Regions from separate parts of the Hordeum vulgare genome. Here region 2 is linked to region 1. The links are chromatin contacts, called in public Hi-C maps. All regions are on one chromosome and are shown on one strand. The core of a region is the stretch at or near the end of the contact, and the rest is flanking DNA. Distances in the headings are between cores, read along the strand shown. Region 1 has its middle 14 kb from the start of LOC123450334. Region 2 has its middle 87 kb from the start of LOC123448054.

Region 1 (3,454 bases), core at 591-3,090:
CCATGTATGGAAAAAACTCATCATGTACTCGAATTAAAAAGTTCAGCATGCAATTACAAATAAAACTATGTCTAAGTAGTTACATATGCAAACTTAAATACATATTAGAAAAATAAAAAAAATGGCATACCCCAAAATAAATTGGCAGAAAAAGGAAAAAGAAAATTATAAAAAACAAAGAAAAGTAAAACTAGAAATAAAAAAAAGTAAGACTAGAAAATTAAGACTAGGAAATGACATCATGTATTTGCTTTCTCCGGTTTACTTTGTTTTCTTTGTTTTTCATGGTTTTATTTGGTTTCGTCCTTTTTATATTTGTTATACATTGTTTTCGTAATAATTTTATTTGTTTTCCTTTCTTAGTTATACTTTTTTCTTTTGTTTGTATTCCTCGTATTCATTTTGCTTTTTTTGGTTCATTGTTACTTTTAATCGGTTTTATTTTTTACCATACGTCGATGTTTTGTGAATACACATGAACATTTTTAGTGCACGCATGACACATATTTTAATACAATTTGGATATTTTTTAAATGTATGATGTGTAGTTATCTAAAATGCATGTTTTCTAAACTTTTCTTAAGTACGCTGTTTTTTAAACTACATGAATATATTTTTAACATTTCAATTTGACATTTTCAAAATTCCGTGCACATTTTTCTTGAAACGTGGTATTATTTCCATCAAATATGATGCACATTTCCTTAGTCACATGAACCAATTTTTTGACATTGTATACATATTTGTTTAGATAACTGCATAATTTTTTTGAAGTACGGGAACACTTTTCCATTTTCACAGACATTTTTTTTCTAATGTTATCAATATTTTCTAAAACTACACTATCAATTTTTTTATATTTTGTTAACTTTTTTTCGCGGTCATGTTTTTAAATTTCACTAGCAAAAAAGGTGCATTGCAATGGGAGGAGAAAATACAACACTCTCCTAATCCAAAAAACTATAAGTGCAAACCCGAATAGCTCTACATCGTTTCTTTCAACAAATGGCATCCCATTTCTGTTGTGAGTTATCCTCCTTCCCCCCCCCCCCCCTCACCGACGATGGCCTAAGTGCTTACGCTGTCACAACGCGTTTGAGTGTTGTCAATCCTAAAACGTCTTTCTCTCAGGATAAGATGAGTTTTTTTGTGAGGTTTTGACGAGACTTGCATGCATGGTTCTTGATGGTTACTTTCGCCTCCAATCCAGAAGAGATTTTATCTTGTGAGGTGTTCATTACCAGTCTGGATCAACAATGTTATGAACAAAAGATGAATCATACCATATTAATTAAGATTGCATATTTAATAGCATTTTTAAAATGGTTAACAGGTAAACTAACATCATATTCATAAACTACACATTTTTAATCAAATTTCTTAGATAACATTAAATTTGAAGTTAGGTCTAAAAGATATGGATATTTTTAAATAATATTTTATCTGTATTGCAGACTGTAATCAAATTAGCAGGGGGTTTATGTGGAAGCAACAAATCAGACATAAAACTGACATGCGGATTGATTACTAGAAACATCACGGGGTTTTCCGCAAAAGTAAAATCTGAATTAAAACTGGACTGCGGATTGATTATGAGAAACATCGGGGATTTTTAGCAAAATAGCTTGATGGACCAAGAATATATATTCTCTTTAGTAGGTATGTATTGATAAGTAAATTTAAGTTTTTAAAATATATGCATTTATTGAAATATAAATGAAATTGAAAAAAGAGAAGAAAAAGAAAATCTAGGTGCCATGAGCAAGACAAGCCACGTCCTACTGGCCCGGCCCACGTCCCACCGTTGGCCTCGCATTAGGCGGCACATAGGCGCAATCTACAACACTTATTGCATCAAAATTTCGCTTGTTCTCGCAGGAGTAACAAACGTGGGAGTACGTCGAGTAGCCCATTTAGTGCTTGGAATAGCGTTTGCTCGTCTCTGTATGGCAATGTTTCAGAAAGGTCCACCCCCGTTTTTACTAGTTTGGCAAATTTGTAGAATGTTTTCGAGTCATTTTTGTTGGTTGTTTTATTTATTGGTTTTTCAGGTTTTTTCTTAAAAATTTACAATGTTCGAAAGATGTTCAATATCTTTCAAAAAATGCATTTACAGAAAATGCTTCATTTTTTACAGAAAATCGTCGTTAAAAGTATTCAAATATTCACATTTTGTTCATTTTATTTTATTTTTTCTTCAAAATTTCAAAAAAATGATAGTGTTTTCCGAAACCATTCATAATTTTTTTTCAATTTGTGATTGGTATTTCAAAAAAGTCTCATTTAAAAAAAACAAAGTTCACGCATGCAAAACAATATTCATTGTTTAAAAAAAAATACAGTTGCGAAAATTGTGCATGTTTTAAAAAGTTGTTCACTTTGAAATTTTAGTTAAAGTTTTAAAAATATTCTTGTTTTTAAGGGAAAATGACATATGAAAAAATGTTGGAATTTCTAAAAAATCTGATTTTCAAAAGAATCTGAGTATTTAGTTTTTTCACAAATATGAAAATGTTTGCTTTTCAAAAACTCACCATGTGCCCAAGACGGACAAGGCTAGGTTCAAGCTGACTCATGTTCAACGTGGATAGGCTCTTCCTTAGTTTTACACTACTAGCTCAATCTCCACTTGATCAAAGCTTGCTAGAGTAGTTAAATTTCTTTGATTTTTCTCAAAAAAGTTAAGGTCTTTGATTTTACTGTTCAAAAAGTGCTTGGCTTTTAGTTTGAAATTTTAAAGGCATGCTAACCATATTACTCCAATTTAAAAGTAGATATGTTGTAAATGGTAAATGATGCGAATCGGGAAGGGTGTGTCGTAAGAAAATAATCTAAGGAGTGGAGTGGAAACAAATTGTTACATCGAGTTTTCTGTAATCATGTATTCACAAAACATGAGCATTAGTCTTATTTTGATAAAACACAATTTCCTAGATGGAGGGTCCAAACATGATGTTAGTTTGTTATGTGGTTTGATGAGTTCACCGGAAAATACTTCGACCAAACCTACGTATTAATGTGTAAACGCAAAAAAGGCTTGTATCCAAACAAAGGCCTAAGAGACGAGTGTAGCAAGAGGTTATGAGAGGTGAAATTTGAAAAAAGAAAGGGGGCGAGTTAGACAAGTAAGTACATCACATCAATTATTTCAGAAAAATAAAATGAGTCCAGAACTTCAATTAAAATGGAACAGTGTAGTAACTTGTTCACGTAACTAATTCAAATTAATGCTAACATAATTAAATGACTATTCATGAGCAACATGCATGTGCATTGCAACGGAAGAAACAAATCCACACATGTCCTTACTTATCTATATGTGTTACCACATCTCTTCTCCATTAGATTTGTCATCACACTCTAGCATGCCACTTCTAGCAAGGGCCATTCTTGAGGAAAAAATACGTTCTTGACAGGAAAGTGTCGCGGCCTCTCGTATTGCAACATTACATGC
Region 2 (3,454 bases), core at 424-2,923, 270 kb before region 1:
ACAACGGCACCAACTTCGCCAAGGACGCCTTGGCCTACTTCTTCTCCACCTAGGGCATTCGACTCGACCTTGCGTCAGTGGCCCACACTCAGTCGAAAGCCAAGTGGAGCGGGTCAACGGCCTCATCCTAGTCGGCATCAAGCCCCGGCTCGTCGAGTCGTTCGTGCACTCGGCCGGCTGATGGATCGATGTGATGACGACTGTGCTCTGGATCCTTCGGACCACCCCTAACCGGTTGACCGCCTTGACACCGTTCTTCCTGGGCTACGAGTCCTAGATGATCATCCCCACAGACATCGAGTTTGACTCGCCTCGCGTAACACTCTACACGGAGGTAGATGGCAAGGAAACAAGGGAAGATGGCGTCGACCTGCTCAAGGAGGCACACCTTCTGGTCTTGAGCCGGATGGCCATCTACTAGAAGAAGTTGTGGCACTACCATAGCAAGAGGATCCGACCCCTTGCTTTGCGCGAGGGTGATCTAGTTGTCCAATGGGTCCAACGAATAGTCGGCCACCACAAGCTGTCTTCCCATGGGAAGGCAGCTTCATCATCAGCAGGGCGCTCTACAACAATGCATACCACCTCATAGACGCCAAGAAGACGCAGAAGCGCAAGAGAGATGCCTCTGACGAGGAGACAGAGCGCCCATGGAACGCGGTGCTCCTCCGCCCGTTTTACACCTAAACCTGAATGTGTATGTATTCCCCCCATCTTTCGGGCTTTATGAATGCAGCAGGTACCCTGAGCCAGACTCGAGGGCTACCTTTCCATCATTTCTCTCGAGTGCATTTGTCTTTTCTTTTCTCGCCCTCGGATCCGAATCCCGGACCACTGGGCTAGCCGGTCAGTACGGGCTAAGTCCTCCTAAAAGGGGCCAAGTAGTGTGCAAAATTCCAAGACCCACTCGTCGCCCCACCTACAAACCGGCTCGCAACTGTCCGGCTTGCAAGAGCCGGAGGTCAAAGTCGCTCACACACAAAAGGCGTCCAAGGGGGGCGACCGCCTCGGGCCCTCGCTTCCCCTCCACTAGGCCCCTCCCGTGCTCGTCCTAAGCTCAAGTCTCCCGATCCCAAGTACTGTGCCGCTTTCGCCAAAGGCCAAGGCCCCATCGTAGTCGCAGACCGGCTCCCAGCTGTCCGGCTAGCGGGGCCAAAGACAGAGGAGGAATGACACAAAAAAAGATAAGGGGACAAAAGTGAACGGTGATTTAGCATGCAAAGGTTGTTCAAGAAAGTGCATGCATATATTACAATAAAACAGCAGGCCCACGACCGTAGAGTTTTGCACAAACGAAAGTTTACACCCCAAGTGGGTGAGTACATGTCAGCACTAGAGCCGGTCTCATTGCTGCCCGTCTCGTCCGAGCTACCGTCCGAGTCGCCAAGGGCCAACGCATACTCGTGCTCCAGGAGTGGCGCGTTGTCAAAGGCCCGCTCCAGGACGTAAACGTTCCACTCAACGTACGATGCAATGTTTCTTGCCGGGGCCGCTCGGGGCTCGGCAGTCGCCACCAGTTCCACCTCCATGCCCTCCTGGTGGGCGGCAAGGATCTCCAAGTCCAGGCCTGGTTGCCAGGATATGACGAAGCTAACAGCCATCTCTGCTCCGGCCCGTGCGGCCAAAGGCCTCCAGGCGTTGACGGGTGCCGGCCCGGCCACGATCCACCTAGCTAGCCAGCTCACGGTCTCGGGTTGCACAGCGTTCGACTAGAGGGTTCGGACCAAGCCTAGGCCGGCTTTCTAGAGCCAGTGCATGATGGTCACCACCTGGTTCAGACGTGCCCGGGTGCCGATCCCAACCTCCTCCACGGTCCAGCTGGCAAGCTTCTCGATGTGGGCCCCCTCGGCGTGCTGCTCCTCTCGGTGGTCCTCGGCGTGCTGCATCCGCCAGCTCCTACGTCTGGTGAAAGACCCATCGAGGGAGAAGAACGAACGAAGTAAGAGCATACAGACTAAGCTCCCAAAAATATATGGTAAATGCTAACAAGAAAGAAGAACTCACGGCCGAGGAGCTGGTCGAGCTCGTGCGCCTCCTCCAATATGCCCTGCTCTTTCAAGGACCACACGCAGGCCCACTTCTCGTACCCCCCCTCAGCACGCGAGCCTTCTCGACATTCCTCTCCAGCACCGCCTCCTAGTTCGCTAGCGCCTGGTTGTGGGTTTGGCCGATAGATCCAGATCCACCGGGTGGGCCATCTCAAGCACCAGCCTCTCCTCCAGTCGACGGGTCGCCTCCTTGCGTTGTCGGTGGGCCGCCTCCTTGGCAGCCAACCGCACCAGGGTCAAACATGCGTAAAGCCACAATCACAACCCGGCTCCCAAAGTTTCTCCGCCTCCAGGGCCGACCATGGCCAGCAGGCGCCAAAGGTTCTCCGCCTCCAGTGTCGAGCCTGCGTAAGGCCACAATCACAACCCGGCTCCAAAGCGCCACCAAGAAGGACCCTAGGAGACAAGCCAGCGAGACCCGCCGCTACGAGCTAGCGGGACTCTCCGGCTTCGGGGACTACTGTCGGGGCGATAAACCTGAGGTACCCTCATGTCACTTCATGCCCATTTTCAAAAACAATAAGGCCGGTTCGGCCACTCAAGCACCGGCTCGAGCAAGCCGGATCCAGCTGGCTCGACCGGTTCGTGGCTGGACCTTTGTCCCTCCGGCTCTAGGCGACCCACCAACCGGTGGGGCCCCCTCTTGCTAGTTGTTGGCCCATACAACAAGGATTGTCCCCTCCGAAGGGATGCAACGCAAGACTAGGCACTCGATGGCATCGTACGAGCATGGCTACAGCGGAGTCGGCCTTACTGCCCACCCCTCACGATTCCCACCAAGCAAGACGGCCTGGGTCTACTCAGCACACATCATCGCTTACTCCCTGCCACCCCTCACACAAGGCGGTCGAGGAGTCGGCCGTACAACCAGCCAAGGGCGGGTGGCGGCGGATGCTTCATAGGGCACCCCTCCGATGAGACCCCGCATCCGGCGGGCCCCACCAACGACAAGAAAGCTCCGGAGTGGGACCCTCAGTCAGCCAGAGAGGCCGCGAGACGGGCCCCACTCGCACAATTTATGTATACTTTAAGCTTAGGCGGGTGGCCTGTAAATTCCCCTGGCTATCCCCATGCAATGGGGCGGCCGATCACACACACACACACCCAAACACGTAGGGAGGCAAGGGGAGCAAGCAGCTCCTTTCTCCTCTAGCCATCAGCTCAAGGAGCACCATTGTAGTCCTTACCTACCATATAACCATTTCGGCAGGACTAGGGGTGTTAACTCCCACGGAGGTCCCCGAACCTGGGTACATCGACTCGCAGAAGAAAAAGCAATCCCATTGAACACTTACCATGTGCGTGCTAAAGGTCTGCCTCCACGGCGGCCAGCCGACTCTCGGCTTCCCTATTCAGGGCCAATAGCCTAGTCAAGGGGACCACGCGGTAGTCGTGGAGACCCTGCA

Evidence for each region. Hi-C and Micro-C count contacts between places; a contact is called where the count stands out from the background.
Region 2: a contact with region 1 is called in a Hi-C map of leaf, with 8 times the contacts expected there. The contact joins two enhancer-like sites. A contact is called at or near these places in 3 of 6 Hi-C or Micro-C datasets (leaf and seedling).

Annotation. Positions count from the first base shown.
Region 1 is chr4H:111,364,642-111,368,095 of MorexV3_pseudomolecules_assembly, reverse strand. No RefSeq gene overlaps it. Among protein-coding and RNA genes, the nearest start is that of LOC123450334, 14 kb to the left of the region's middle. Within about 2 kb of position 1,840, at least 1 of the 3 cell types and tissues checked has open chromatin away from gene starts, as enhancers often do. A contact at or near this core is called in leaf, where this site is marked.
Region 2 is chr4H:111,637,705-111,641,158 of MorexV3_pseudomolecules_assembly, reverse strand. No RefSeq gene overlaps it. Among protein-coding and RNA genes, the nearest start is that of LOC123448054, 87 kb to the right of the region's middle. Within about 2 kb of position 1,673, at least 3 of the 3 cell types and tissues checked have open chromatin away from gene starts, as enhancers often do. A contact at or near this core is called in leaf, where this site is marked.